3 separate regions of the Sus scrofa genome follow, and regions 2 and 3 are each linked to region 1. The links are chromatin contacts, called in public Hi-C maps. All regions are on one chromosome and are shown on one strand. The core of a region is the stretch at or near the end of the contact, and the rest is flanking DNA. Distances in the headings are between cores, read along the strand shown.

The links. Hi-C and Micro-C count contacts between places; a contact is called where the count stands out from the background.
Region 2: a Hi-C map of liver shows a contact between it and region 1, with 1.8 times the contacts expected there. A contact is called at or near these places in 2 of 47 Hi-C or Micro-C datasets (embryonic fibroblasts and liver).
Region 3: a Hi-C map of liver shows a contact between it and region 1, with 5 times the contacts expected there. A contact is called at or near these places in 2 of 47 Hi-C or Micro-C datasets (embryonic fibroblasts and liver).

What each region holds. Positions count from the first base shown.
Region 1 is chr3:68,684,038-68,688,860 of Sscrofa11.1, forward strand. It overlaps the pseudogene LOC110260122. Among named protein-coding and RNA genes, the nearest start is that of DCTN1, 44 kb to the left of the region's middle.
Region 2 is chr3:68,889,024-68,893,846 of Sscrofa11.1, forward strand. All of the region lies in intron 3 of BOLA3 (bolA-like protein 3), which reads left to right. Among named protein-coding and RNA genes, the nearest start is that of BOLA3, 8.0 kb to the left of the region's middle.
Region 3 is chr3:68,843,126-68,847,948 of Sscrofa11.1, forward strand. No RefSeq gene overlaps it. Among named protein-coding and RNA genes, the nearest start is that of MOB1A, 6.9 kb to the right of the region's middle.

The sequences.
Region 1 (4,823 bases), core at 1,199-3,698:
GAGGTATGAAGCAAATGCCAGTGAAAGCCCTATGTCCAGTGTCATCCTGGAGCCAGATTACAAAATAGAAACTTGGGAATTCCCGTCGTGGCGCAGTGGTTAACGAATCCGACTAGAAACCATGAGGTTGCGGGTTCGGTCCCTGCCCTTGCTCAGTGGGTTAACGATCCGGCGTTGCCGTGAGCTGTGGTGTAGGTTGCAGACTCGGCTCGGATCCCGCGTTGCTGTGGCTCTGGCTGTAGGCCGGTGGCTACAGCTCCGATTCAACCCCTAGCCTGGGAACCTCCATATGCCGTGGGAGCAGCCCAAGAAATAGCAACGACAAAAAAGACAAAAAAAAAAAAAAAAAAAAAAAAAAAAAAAACAAAATAGAAACTTGAATCTGTCACTGTCTCTTCTGCTGGTGTCTGAGCAGAGAGCATCACTGATACTTGACACTTGAGTTGATGTAGGCAGTGATTTTAAAGTGATTTGGATGTGAACAGTCTAAGCAGGTTGGTCTGAGTTTCAGCCTTTAGCCACTATTGGAGGCCCCGGGAAGAATCCGGTAGACACTGACATCCAGCTTCATGTGCAGGACAAAGCTTGTACTCTTGACTGGGCTGCTGTCTTGGCTTTGCTCTCCATGCCTATTAAGTTCCCTTTAATCTCTAGGTTCATTCTTTCTTCCTTTTTAAAAAAATGTATGGCCACACCTGTGGCATATGGAAATTTCTGGGCCAGAGATTGAATCTGAGCCACAACTGAGTCTTATGCCACAACTGTGGCAATGCTGGATCCTTTTAACCCACTGTGCCTGGCTGGGGATTGAACTTGTACCTCTACAGCAATCCGATCCACTGCAGGCAGATTCTTTTTTTTTTTTTTTTTTTTTTTTTTTTAAGGGCCGCACCCACAGCTAATGGAGGTTTCCAGGCTAGGGGTTGAATCAGAGCTGCAGCTACCAGCCTACTCCACAGCCACAGCAACTGTAGATCAGAGCCGCATCTGTGAGCTTCATCACAGCTCAGGGCAACGCTGGATCCTTAACCCACTGAGCGAGGCCAGGGATTGAACCTGCAACCTCACGTTTCCTAGTCAGATTCCTTTCTGCTGCGCCATGACAGGAACTCCCTGAAGGCAGATTCTTAACCCACTGCACCACAGCAGGAACTCTAGGTTCTTGCTTGCTTGCTTTTCTCTAATAATTTGTTGAAGGAACTATTTCTCAGAGTCTATTTTTTTTTTTCCTTAAATGCCTCCTCATGATGTTAATAAATTCCTCTACCTTTCATATTTCCTGTGAATTATTAGTTAGACTAGTTAGATTTAGAAGAGTGATTCTCCAGGTGTGGTCCCCTGACCAACGACATTAGCCTGGGGACTTGAGGGAGATGCTAATTCCTACTCCCCCAGAGAGCCTGGCCATCAAGTTCACCATCTTGGTGAGGCCTAGCATCCCGTTTTTGTGAACTCACTCACTGAAGTAGAAAGGTCAAAATAGCTGGAGTGGGAAGGATGAAATACTGGAGAAGGTAGTCTTGATGGAATGACATGCAGAAATTTCTTTTTTTTTTTCCTAAAAATTAGAAATTTGGAGTTCACATCGTGGCTCAGTGGTTAACGAATCCAACTAGGAACCACGAGGTTGCGGGTTCGATCCCTGGCCTCGCTCAGTGGATTAAGGATCTGGCGTTGCCGTGAGCTGTGGTGTAGGTCACAGACACAGCTCGGATCCCGAGTTGCTGTGGCTGTGGTGTAGATCGGAGGTTACAGCTCTGAAATCGACCCCTAGCCTGGGAACCTCTATATGCCATGAGAGTGGCCCAAGAAAATGGCAAAAAGACAGTAATAATAATAATAATAATAATTAGAAATTTAATTTTTTTTTGGCATTATGTCAGAGTAAATGGAATGAAATGGTGGGTTTTTTGGTTAAACAGTTAAATTAGCTGACAACGTACTTGGGAGACTATGATTGTTAATGGTCCAATGTTCCCTTCCTTTCTTGGAGAAATGAGGGGCCAAGTATTCACTCTCCCTTAATGCTTAGGCCATCAAATCTTTTTTTTTTTTTTAAAGATTTTTATTTTTTCCATTATAGTTGGTTTACCGTGTCTGTAAATTTTCCACTGTGCACCAAAGTGACCCAGTCACACATACATATATACATTCTTTTTCTAGGCCATCAAATCTTGACACTTTTCTAAAAGACATGGTAGCTCAGATATGGAGGACCCTCCTTTGGAGTTTAGGTTTGCCTGTGTACTTGGCAGCCAAGGGCACTTGGCTTAGAAAGATCCTTGGCTGCATCCTTCACCTGCAGCAACAGCTTGTCAGTTTCCCATGAAGAGTAAAAGCCGGGCCTGTTTTTTTTTTTTTTTTACAGAAAAGCCCCTCCTGATCTTAGTGGAAAGGGTCAGCCCAGGACTGGCCTCCTGGCAGGCAGTCAAGTCTTAGACAATTGAGCAAGAATCGATTGGTGGAACTTCACTTTCATGAACTTAGAGAGTAAACACAACCTACCAACCAAGTTGTGAAATCAAACTTTGTTTTCCAAAGCCCCAGTATTTAACATAAATTACTTTAAATCTATCTTGATACTCCTTTCTACAAAATGCAAAGATCATGCATAGTTAACACTCATAGAATTGAACCCCGAAAGAGAATGGATTTTATTATATACAAATTTTTATTATTATTATTTGCTTTTTAGGGCCACACCCATGGCCAGGCTAGGGGTCGAATCGGAGCTACAGCTGCTGGCCTACACCACAGCCACAGCAATGCTGGATCCGAGCTGCGTCTGTGACCTGCACCACAGTTTACGGCAATGCCAGATCCCTGACCCACTGAGCGAGGCCAGGAATTGAACCCACGTCCTCACAGGGACAACATTGAGTCCTTACCCAATGAGCCACAATGGGAACTCCAATATGCTAATTTTATTTATTCATTATTGACGTGTTGTTCAATTACAGTATTAGGTTCAAGTGTACAATTAAAATATAGTGATTCAATACTTTATAGATATAAATTTAAGTGTATACGTTTTAAAAAGTGAATTAAAAAAAGAAAAGGAGCACTTAGATTAACAGAATGATAAAACATGACCACCGCTTGTTAGAATTTTCCGACATATTAACACAATGATATTGGAAATTAATTTTTCAGTGGAAGAAAATCCTCTTTCTCTATTTTGGAAGGTAGGTAGTTGGGCTCCTGTTTTAAATAAAGATATTCCCGAAAAAGAAGCATGCCCTGGAGTTGCTGTTATGGCTCAGTGGTAATGTGAATCCAGCTAGTAACCATGAGGACAGGGGTTGGATCCCTGACCTTGCTTAGTGGGTTAAGGATCTGTGTTGCTGTGAGCTGTGGTGTAGGTTGTAGATGCAGCTCAGATCCTGTGTTGCTGTGGCTGCGATGTAGTCCAGCAACTGTAGCTCTGATTTGACCCCTATCCTGGGAACTTCAATATGCCGCATGTGCAGCCCTAAAAAAAAAGAAAGGGAAAAAGAAAGAAATATGCCCGCTCACTTAAAGTCAGTCGGGGACAGAGTGAAAAGACTGAAATTTACCTATCCATTCTACTCCTGATAGACATTCAGGTTGCTTTCATGTTTGAGCACCTACAAACGGTGTTGTGTAAACATTCTTGTTTGTGTGCCCTGGAACACACATACACAAGTGAAAGTACTTGGTCACTCAAGTATGTGTATTTTCATCTTTATTAAACATTGTCACATTGTTTTTACATAGTGGCTGTATTGGTTTACACCCCCACCAGCAGGCTGGGTTCCCTTGGTTGGATTCAAGCGCATCCCCTTGGGGAGTGGGGGGGCGGGTAGACGAGTCTTGGGAAAAATGAGGAAGCCGGGCATGGGAGAGCCTTGGGTGCCAGTCCAAGGAGTTTAGACGTTATTTGACTGCCCTGGAAAGCCACTGTTGATACTGGACCAGGAAACAAAATGCAAAAATGAGGTTTTAGGAGTTCTCAATTGTGTTGTAGGGGAGAGTGGTGATGGTGGTGGGGTTGGGTTAGGCCAGCAGCAGGATGCAAGTTCAGAGAAGAGGGAGAATATTTGCGTGGAGAAGGCAAAAAGGGGGAACTGAGCAAATGCCAGGGGGCAGAGAACCAGAGCATCCCAGATCTACCAACTCTTGTCTTTAAATAATCAGGCTAGACTATCACACACTGCCAATAGGGGTGTGAAATACTGCAACCCCTCTGGAAAACACTGTGTGTTATTTAGCAAAGATGAAGATGCAGGGAGTTCCTGCTGCGGCCCAGTGGGTTAAGAATCTGACTGCAGGAGTTCCCATCATGGTGCAGCGGAAACAAATCCGACTAGCATCCATGAGGTTTCGGGTTCAATCCCTGGCCTCACTCAGTGGGTGAAGGATCTGATGTTGCTGTGAGCTGTGGTGTAGGCCGGCAGCTACACCTCCGATTGGACCCCTAGCCTGGGAACCTCCATATGCCTCAGGTATGGCCCTAAAAAGACAAAAAAAGAAAAAAAAAAAAAGAATCTGTAGCAGCTTGGGTCATATGCTGCGGGGCAGCCAAAAAAAGAAAAGAAAAAAAATCCTATAAATAAATAAGAAAATAGAATTATAGAATTATATTCATTTAAACATGGATATGGTTATCAATTCACAAAATGCCATTGTTCAATATTAAATGAAAAAAATTAAATCTCAGTAGGAATCAAAAACTGGTTCAAATGATGGAGGATAATGTGAGAAAAAGAATGTATATATATGTATGTATGACTGAGTCACTTTGCTGTACAGCAGAAATTGACAGAACGTTGTAAATCAACTATAATAGAAAAAATAAAAAT
Region 2 (4,823 bases), core at 643-3,142, 200 kb after region 1:
TTGTTTGTTTGTTTTTTGTCTTTTTTTTGTCTTTTGTTGTTGTTGTTGTTGTTGCTATTTCTTGGGCTGCTCCCACGGCATATGGAGGTTCCCAGGCTAGGGGTTGAATCGGAGCTGTAGCCACCGGCCTACGCCAGAGGCACAGCAACGCGGGATCCGAGCCGCGTCTGCAACCTACACCACAGCTCACGGCAACGCCGGATCGTTAACCCACTGAGCAAGGGCAGGGACCGAACCCGCAACCTCATGGTTCCTAGTCGGATTCGTTAACCACTGCGCCACGACGGGAACTACATAAGCAGCAGTGCTTTTGGACCACTGGTCTCCGTGTGTGAAAGGGCCTGCGAGGAGGGATGGCCTTGTATTGTCAGTCCTAGGGAAGGGTAATGCAATACCACAGTCATGTGAGCAGGAAAGCTATAATCTGGAATAGTTCCAGGGATTGGATTCTGGGGAATATTAATTGTATTCAAAATTAATAACAAGCCATCCAGTAGGTATTTTGCATTCCCCTGTGTAAAGCTACCAATGTTTTACTATTATTGTTGCATATCAAATAGTAGGTAATATTTGTAAACACCGGAGTACTAAAAAGATATATGTTTTTGTAGATTGGAAGTGTTTTTTTTTTTTCTTCTTAGGGCTGCACCTGCAGCCTATGGAGGTTCCCAGGCTAGGGGGTCGAATCAGAGCTGTACCTGCCAGCCTACACCACAGCCACAGCAACATGGGATCCAAGCCGCGTCTATGACTTATACCACAGTTCACAGCAATGCCAGATCCTTAACCCACTGTGCAAGGCCAGGGATTGAACCCACATCCTCATGGAAACTAGTTCTGTTCTTAAACGGCTGAGCCACAATGGGAACTCCTGAAGATTTTTTTTTTATCCTCTTTAGGGACTATCTGGTGGGGAAGCGGAGTCACAGCATGATTGAGCTGTGACAGCAGGGGTCTGTGACATCAGATTTTACCAGACTAAGGCCCAAGGTACTCATGATCTGTGCTTACTCTAGCGAAATTGCTCCAGCCTTGACCCCTTGGCCTGTGTCTGTAAACTCCCCGCTTCAGCCGGTGTGTGTTTGACATCATTGTGGAAAGTCTTGGACTTTGCGAACTAATTGAGCTTTTGTAAAGCTCAGCTCTGGTCACGAGGGTCAAGTTCAGGTGTCCCAGACCACTCTGCCCCGCCCCTCTCTCTCTGGACCGTCCCTCTGGCCCCTGCCCATTGATCTCTCTGTGAATCTGGACCTCTGCCCAGATCGGACCTTGCAGAAGCCCTTGTCGGCCACAGCAACTGGAAGGGCTCTCGGGCATGTGCCTCAACCTACTGATGGGGTTGCGGACATTTTCCAGCGATTACGTTTGAGGATGTTGGCTTTGGAGAACCCCTCCTCCATGGGGGGAGGAGCAAAATGAAACGTCCAAAAGAGGAAGCCTATTGGCCTGCAGGGGTCCAAGCTAGACCGGGAGTTAGCCGCCCGCCTTTTAGAGGTGGTAGGAACCAGCCCTCAGACAGGCTCTCACGTAGGAGGATGCCCATCTGGGGGTGGAGTGTCGAAAGCAGAGAGGCGACCAGACTCTGCTCCTGAGGTTCCACTCCCCAGCTCCTGGTTGCCGAGCAAGTAGTTTCTTTGGGGGTGGGTGACAGCTGGGGGGTGGGGGTGCCCAGGCTCAGGTAGGGGGGCTTGGTGGGCTGGAGCGAAGCTCTCCTTGTTGATCTTGCCTGGGCAAATGAAGGGTCTCAGGCCCAAGGGATCCTAGAAAGGTCACTTGGTGTATCTGGTGCTAGAATCTGCCCTCCTGCCCCCCAGCTTCTCATCAGACAGCCCTGCCTGGTTCCCTGAGGACAGGGCACCCCTGTGATCACCTGCGGCACCCTGGCAAGTGAACTCACCAAACCTGCCAACTCGTGGCTTCCAACTCTTCCAGCTCGCATGGTTCATCAGCCTTCTCTTCTGAAATTGTCACTGGCATTTGCCTTGGGCCGGTCCCCGGGACAGCAAGCTAACAAGTGTTCCTTCCCTATCCATCCTGACCCTACTCCGGGGAGCAGCCACAGGGAGGAGAGTGGGCACCCAGCTCCCTTGTGTGTTGGGCGGAGCTGTTCCGTCCACGTCACAGTGAGACGGGAGCCTCAGCTTCCTCACTGGTGAAGATCGCAGGAGGTACTGACGCCACGTGCCCGCCTCGTGCTGGCCTTGAGCTGGCCTCGTGCTGGCACAGGGAAGGTGGCATAGGGAAGGCGTCTGGTAAATAGCAGTGGCCCTCTCTCCCTTTCTTTGGCCTCTTTCCTGCCTGTTACCCATCACCCTCCCCTAAGGGTGCCTCTGCCCTCCTCAGAGCCCTTCAGGGGGCACCCTGGGTGCCCGCAGAGCCCAGGCCCACCCTCCCCGCCTGGGGTTTCTGATCCTCGGTCCATCTCCTCTGCCCATCCCTGACCCTTTCCAGTGAACTGAGGTAGGTTCCCAGCCCTTCCTCACCTTGCCCACCTGGGCAAGTGCCCTATCCCCTGCCTGTTCCACTCCCAGCTGCCCAGCTCCTGGGCTGCCTCCTCCACAAATGGCCAGTGCAGGAGCAAATGCTCCTTCCTACCAATCCCCACGGCAGTGCCGAGCTGGCTCTGGTTGGCGGCATCCCTCACTGTTGTGCTGAGTCCATTTCTTGTGGGCCTGAGGTACTTACCTTCCCTTTTTCATTGTCCTGGGCCTTCTGCATCTGTGCCACCAGCACCCAGCTAATGCTGCAGGCATGGTTGCTGCTGAAAAATGTTTACTCACATCTTAGAAATGGTAGGGGAGTTCCCATTGTGGCTCAGCAGTGAACAAACCCAACTAGCATCCGTGAGAATGTGGGTTCAATCCCTGACCTCACTCAGTGGGTTAAGGATCTGGCGCTGCCCTGAGCTGTGGTGTAGGTTGCAGATTCGGCTCAGATCCTGCATTGCTGTGGCTGTGGCTCCGATTTGACCCCTAGCCTGGGAACCTCCATATGCCTTGGGTGCAGCCCTAAAAAGACATAAAAAAAAAAAAAAAAAAAAATGGTGGGACGGCCAGGTCACTTGCATACCAGGGCCTCAGTTTCCTCCCCTATTTAAAGTGACCCAAGTGATCTAAGGCCCTCTGTAGCTGTAAGGTATGTGGCCTGTGTTGGGAGCCCTCTGCTGGGGGAAGGCTGTGGGAGGGGGAGTGTGCAGGGCTTAGGGGTCAAGGCCTGGATGGCTTTGCTGTCCAAGATCTTCACGTGAAGTTGTCACTGGCTTTAAGGATTGGCTCAGACACAGGAGAGCCTCTAGGGAACAAGAGTAGAGAGAGCATATGGCCCAGGGGTCTGTGTTCCCAGACCCCAGCAGTGACACGAGGCTTTTTATAGGGGTATGTCTGCTTCTCAGCAGAGCTGAGAGGGCTTCTTTGTGAATATGGAGATGATGGGGCAGCTCATTGTTCCCCCACACAGCCACAGCTCCTGGCATCAGGGCTGGACATGAACCCAAGGGAAACCAGGGGTGGCCAGGACATCAGGATATCCTGGTTCAGGTTCTGTCTGTGATTCACTGGCTGACTCACTCTCTCTCTCTCTTTTTTTTATCTTTTTCTACGGCTGCCCCCACGGCATGTAAATGTTCCCAGACTAGGGGTAGAATTGGAGCTGTAGCCGCCGGCTGACACCAGAGCCACAGCAACGCCGCATCTAGCTGTGACTGTGACCTACACCGCAGCTCATGGTAACGCCGGATCCTTAACCCACTGAGCGAGGCCAGGGATTAAACCTGCGTCCTCATGGATGCTAGTCAGATTTGTTTTTGCTCAGCCATGATAGGAACTCCGGCTTTCTCTTCTTGGTGGGGAACATGGCCCCAGGCTGCCTCCAAGCAACAGTATTTCAGTATAAAGCATTCCTCAGAGATATTGTGGGTTTGGTTCCAGACCACTGCAATAGATCAAGTCATATCAGTTTTCTCAGTTTCCCAGTACATATAAAAGCTATGCTTACATTATACTCTTACCTGTCAAGTGGTCACTAGCATTACTAAAAAAGCAATCTATGTATCTTAATTAAAAAAATACTTTTTTAGGGATTTCCCATCATGACGCAGTGGTTAACGAATCTGACTAGGAACCATGAGGTTGCGGGTTTGATCCCTGGCATTGCTTAGTGGGTTAAAGATCCGGCGTTGCCGTGAGCTGTGGTGTAGATCGAAGATTCGGCTCAGATCCCAAGTTGCTGTGGCTGTGGTGTAGGCTGGTGGCTGCAGCTCCGATTCGACCCCTAGCCTGGGAATCTCCACATGCCGTTGGAGCAGCCCTAGAAAAAGCAAAAAGACAAAAAAAAAAAAAAAAAAAAATACTTTTTTAGGAGTTCTCCTGTGATGCAGTGGGTTAAGGATCCAGTGTTGTGACTGCCATGTCTTGGGTTCTATCCCTGGCCTGGGAACATCCACATGCCACAGGTGTGGCCAAAAAAAATAGGAATACTTTGCTAAAAAATGCTAACCATCATCTGGTAACACAGGGATGTCACAAACCTTCAATTCGTAGAAAACACAGTATCTGCAAAACACCATAAACCAAAGCACAATAAAAGGAGGTAAGCACAATATAGAGAGAGTTCTATACGGAAAAGCCCAGGGAGAGATGCTGATTGGCCCAGTTTGGGTCATGTGCCACCCCTGGACCATTTGGGCTGGGTCAGGGGCACACAGCTACCTCAATACCAGGTCAGTTTGTGGTCCCACCAGCAGTACACAGTGGAAAAGGACTTTTCCCAGGAGAAGGGAGGTTGCTGGACAGGCTGAAGAAAAATGCCTACCCCACTGTGATGTC
Region 3 (4,823 bases), core at 1,511-4,010, 160 kb after region 1:
TGAGAACACTGTGAGAAGACTTCCCCACAGCCACCACCTTTATACACTTGACTTGCCCTTCAGGCTTCTCCCTGGAACTTTCAAGATCATTCCATAGAACTGACCGCCTCTCTTTTCTTCAACACCCCCACTCCTAATTTCCCTCCTACTTCTCTGGTTTCTCCTTCTCAACCTTCTTTGCCATTTTCTGTCTCCTATGTGGTCTTTAGATATCAGGGCTCCTCACGGTTCTATGCTGACCCCTCTTACACTCTGGGCTCCCCTTGGCTATTGTATCTACTGCTGTGGCAATAAGTATCAATAAATATCTATATGCTGATAACTCCCATGTTCACCTTCATCCTGGTCTCTTCTCTCAGCTCTAGACCTGTATATATCTGCATGGTAGACATGTCAGAGGTAACACATTGAAAACAGAACTCCTGATCTACCCATCAAAGCTGCTTTTCCTCCCATCTTTTCTGTCTTAGTAATTGGGAACAACCGGCTACCAGTTAGTTGCCTGTGCTGGAAACACAGGACTCAGCCTTGACTCACATTCAGCTCATCACTGAATTATTTCTCCAGAATAGACCTCAGTTCTCTCTTCTTCTCTCCATTGATCTGGTCTAGGTCAACTTCATCTTCTGCCAGGACAACAAAAATAGATTCTTAACGGCTTCCATGTTTTTAAGCATCACCCCTCTCCTGAAAACTTTTCAGTGGTTGGCCACCTGGTTTCAATACTGAAAAAATAAAAAGAGAGCTATCCTATGATCCAGCGATCCTGCTTCTGGGTATATATCCAGAAAAAAATAAAAACATAATTCAAAAAGATACATGCACCCCAATGTTCATTGCATCACTATTTACAACAGCCAAGACATGGAAACAAACTAAATATGCACTGACAGATAAATGGGTAAAGAAGATGTGGTGTGTATATACAATGAAATATTGCTCAGCCATAAAAAATGAAATAACGCCATTTGCAGCAACATGGATGGACCTAGAGATTATCATACTAAATAAAGTCAGACAGAGAAAGACAAACACTTGTATCACTTATGTAAGATATCACTTATATGTGGAATTTAAAAAAATGATACAAGTGACCTTATTTACAAAACAGCAACAGACTCACAAACTTTGAAAACAAACTTATGGCTACCATAGAGGAAGAGTGGAGCAGGGAGGGATGGATTGGGGGTTTGGGGCTGGCAAAGGCACAGTTTTTTTGTATATGGAATGGATGATCAATGGAGACCTGCTGTACAGCACAGAGAAATCTACCCAATGTTCTGTGATAACCTATATGAGAACGGATATGTGTCAGTGTACGGCTGAATCACTCTGCTGTACAGCAGAAATTAACACAATATTGTAAATCAACAATACTTCAATAAAATTTTTAAAACTATAAGATCAAAGTTTTTGGTGGCTGGTTTTAGCTCCCCTCACTTTCCCCCTGCCTACCACATTCTTGCCACACTGGCTTCTTTCGATGCCTGGATCATAGAAAACTCTTACCTGCTTCAAAGCCTCTGCACGTGCTGCTGACTCTGAGCAAACATTCTTTCCTCTCTCTTCCTTCAGCTAAGTCACCTTCTGGGGTCTCATCTTAAATGTCTCCTGAGATACCCCAGTTTCTCTTAGGTCTATCTCGTTACTTTCCTTTTTTTCGTCTTTTTGTCTTTTCTAGGGCTGCGCCTGCGGCATATGGAGGTTCCCAGTCTAGGGGTCTAATCAGAGCTGTAGCTGCCAGCCTACACCATAGCCACAGCAACGCCAGATCCGAGCCACATCTGTGACCCACACCACAGCTCATGGCAACGCCGGAACGTTAACCCACTGAGCAAGGCCAGGGATCAAACCCGCAACTTCACTGTTCCTAGTCAGATTTGTTAACCACTGGGCCACGACGGGAACTCCCTGTTACACTTTCTTAATGCTCTTAATGAATTCTCTGCTTTTCCTCCTAGTAATAATTACGTAATTGTTTGATTAATATCTGTCTTCTCCAACTGAAGGTGAGCTCCAGGAGGGCAAGGGCCACGAGATGTATTTACCAATGTGTATGACTGACGGCAGTCTGATCTTAGACTTGAGACATTTTCAGAGTGGAAACTTTTATGTGTCTTCTTTGCTGAGTGAGTTTTCCATGTCTAATCAATTGGGACTTCACTTTCATGACCTGTGACCTGAGTCCTAGATAACGGGCAGGGACAGCTTGGCAACTTTACAGTCTGTCTTTTTTCGTCCACTTCTGACAGGGCTAAAACACAGGCTGCCAAAACGCCCACTAGCTGGGAGGGGCAGAAATTTTGCTGTGACCAGAGTGGGAAGAGGCATGGGCTTGGGTGAGGTTGTTTGGGTAAAGCTTACAGAAAGATAAGACCGGGCACTTATGCAGAATGAAAATGCAAGGTTGCAGATTCTGCCCAAGGGAGCTGGAAAGGGGAACTGGGTGATGAATGGGGGTGGGGCAGGGGTTGGAGAGGTTCAGAAAAAGCAGCGTTGGCTGTGGTATAATTTGCTGCTCAGATTCTGCTTTCAGCATCTGCTGGGACCAGATGGTGTGCAGTGATCTCTGGCCAGCTGAGTCAAGGAAGGAGTAAAACCTCCCCAGGTTTTGTAAACTATAGGCTATATCTGAGGGGAACAAATTGCCCTGCACCCATTAGGAAGTCCGCTCCCCCCCGCCCCCCGCTCCGCACCACACCGCCACAGAAATCTTATCTTTTTTTCTTTCTTTGCTGCCCCATGACATATGCAGTCCCCACGCCAGGGATCAGATCTGAGTCACGGCTGGGACCTACACTGCAACTGCCTCCCACAACACTAGATCCTTTAGTCCACTGGGAATGGAACCTGCATCCTGGCACTACAGAGATGCTGCCAATCCCATTGCACAGCAGGAACTCTGTAAATTTTACATTTTATTATTTTTCATTTATTTATTTGTTTTATTTTTCTTTTTTCTTTTTTTTTTTTTTTTTAGGGTCAAACCTATTGCATATGGAGGTTCCCAGGCTAGGGGTCGAATCAGAGCTGTAGCTGCTGGTCTACACCACAGCCACAGCAACATGGGACCCAAGCTTTGTCTGTGACCTACACCACACAGCTCACAGCAATGCTGGATCTTTAACCCACTCCCACTGAGCGAGGCCAGCGATTGAACCTGCATCCCCGTGGATGCTAGTCAGATTCGCTTCCACTGAGCCACAACAGGAACACCTACATTTTATTATTTTTCAAACTGAAGTGTTATTGCCTTGCAATATTAGTTTGAGGTCAGTATTTTTACACATTACAAAATGATCACAATGATAAGTCTGGTCACCTTACAAAGTTATTACAATATTATTGACTATATTTCCTAGGCTGTACCTTACATCTCCCTGACTAAATAAGTCATTTCAACTGGAAGTTGCTACCTTTTAATCCTCCTCATCGATCTCATTCATCTCCCTTCCCACCCTTCTGGCAACCACTGGTTTGTTCTCTGTATCTATGAGACTGTTTCTGTTTTGTTTGTATATTTGGAAATCTTATCTTTGATCCCTAAGTGGTCTATATGGATATCCTGGTCAAATATTGACTTGGGATATTTTCCAAATTCCTAAGGCTTCCCACATTCTCCTCCACCCTCAAATCTAGCTCTCTGAAAAGGTTTTCTAATAAATAGCTGGCCTTTCCTCAGTGATATGAAAAGAGAGGATAAGAAAGGCCAGCTATTTATTAGAATAGGCTCATTAAAAGGGAGAAAAACTTTCATGAATTCTTTCCTTTCTCCTCATGTTGTCTGGAAAAAAAAATTTTTTGGCTATGCCCTCGGCAGGTAGAAGTTCCCCTGCCTGGGATCAAATCTGAGCCACAGTAGCAGCAATGCCAAATACTGAACAATTAGGCCACCAGGGAACTCCTGGAAATATTTTTAATTATTTAAGCTTTATTTATTTATTTATTGCCATTTCTAGGGCCCCTCCTGCGGCATATGGAGGTTCCCAGGCTAGGGGTCGAATCGGAGCTATAGCCTCCATCCTATGCCACAGCCATGCGGGATCAGAGCTGCAACCTATACCACAGCTCACGGCAACGCCGGATCCTTAACCCACTGAGCAAGGCCAGGGATCGAACCCACAACCTCATGGTTCCTAGTTGGATTCATTAACCACTGAGCCACGACGGGAACTTCTAGGCATTATTTAAATAATATGAGTTATCATACAATAATAGATTTCTAAATGTCCTTATGGTTATAGCTTTTAAACAGCTATTAAAGCACACAGTCATAAATTAAACACCAACTAATCTAGTAAAGTTAATAAAAATTGAGATAACATAATTAATGTGACAGGTAATATTTGGATGAGATACAATCACCTGCAACACGAATGTGGTAGCGACAGGAACAGAGCAAGGTTTTTTCCTACTGGGCTTCCTGCACCACCATTTGCTGAGCTGTCCTCAGTTCTGCCACAGTTTCCCCTTTTTTTGGTTTTTTCATTCCACCATGGTGTCATGTGGCTGTCAGGTGGTACTAAGGCCTTGTTTTCACATTGTTTGCTTCTGCTAATGTTTCATTCGATCATAACCACTTGGCACTTTGGTACCAACAAGAACAAGCACAAATGAAAGTGTGCAATGAATGGATCATACAGATGATCTGGAGCTGTGCCTTATGTGGCTACTAAATACTTGGCATGTGGCTCATCCAAACTGATCTGTGTGTAGATGTAAATACAATCACAGCATTTTTTTTTTTTTTTTGGTCTTTTTAGGGCTGCACTCATAGCAGTATGGAGGTTCCCAGGCCAGGGATCAAATTGGAGCTGCAGCTG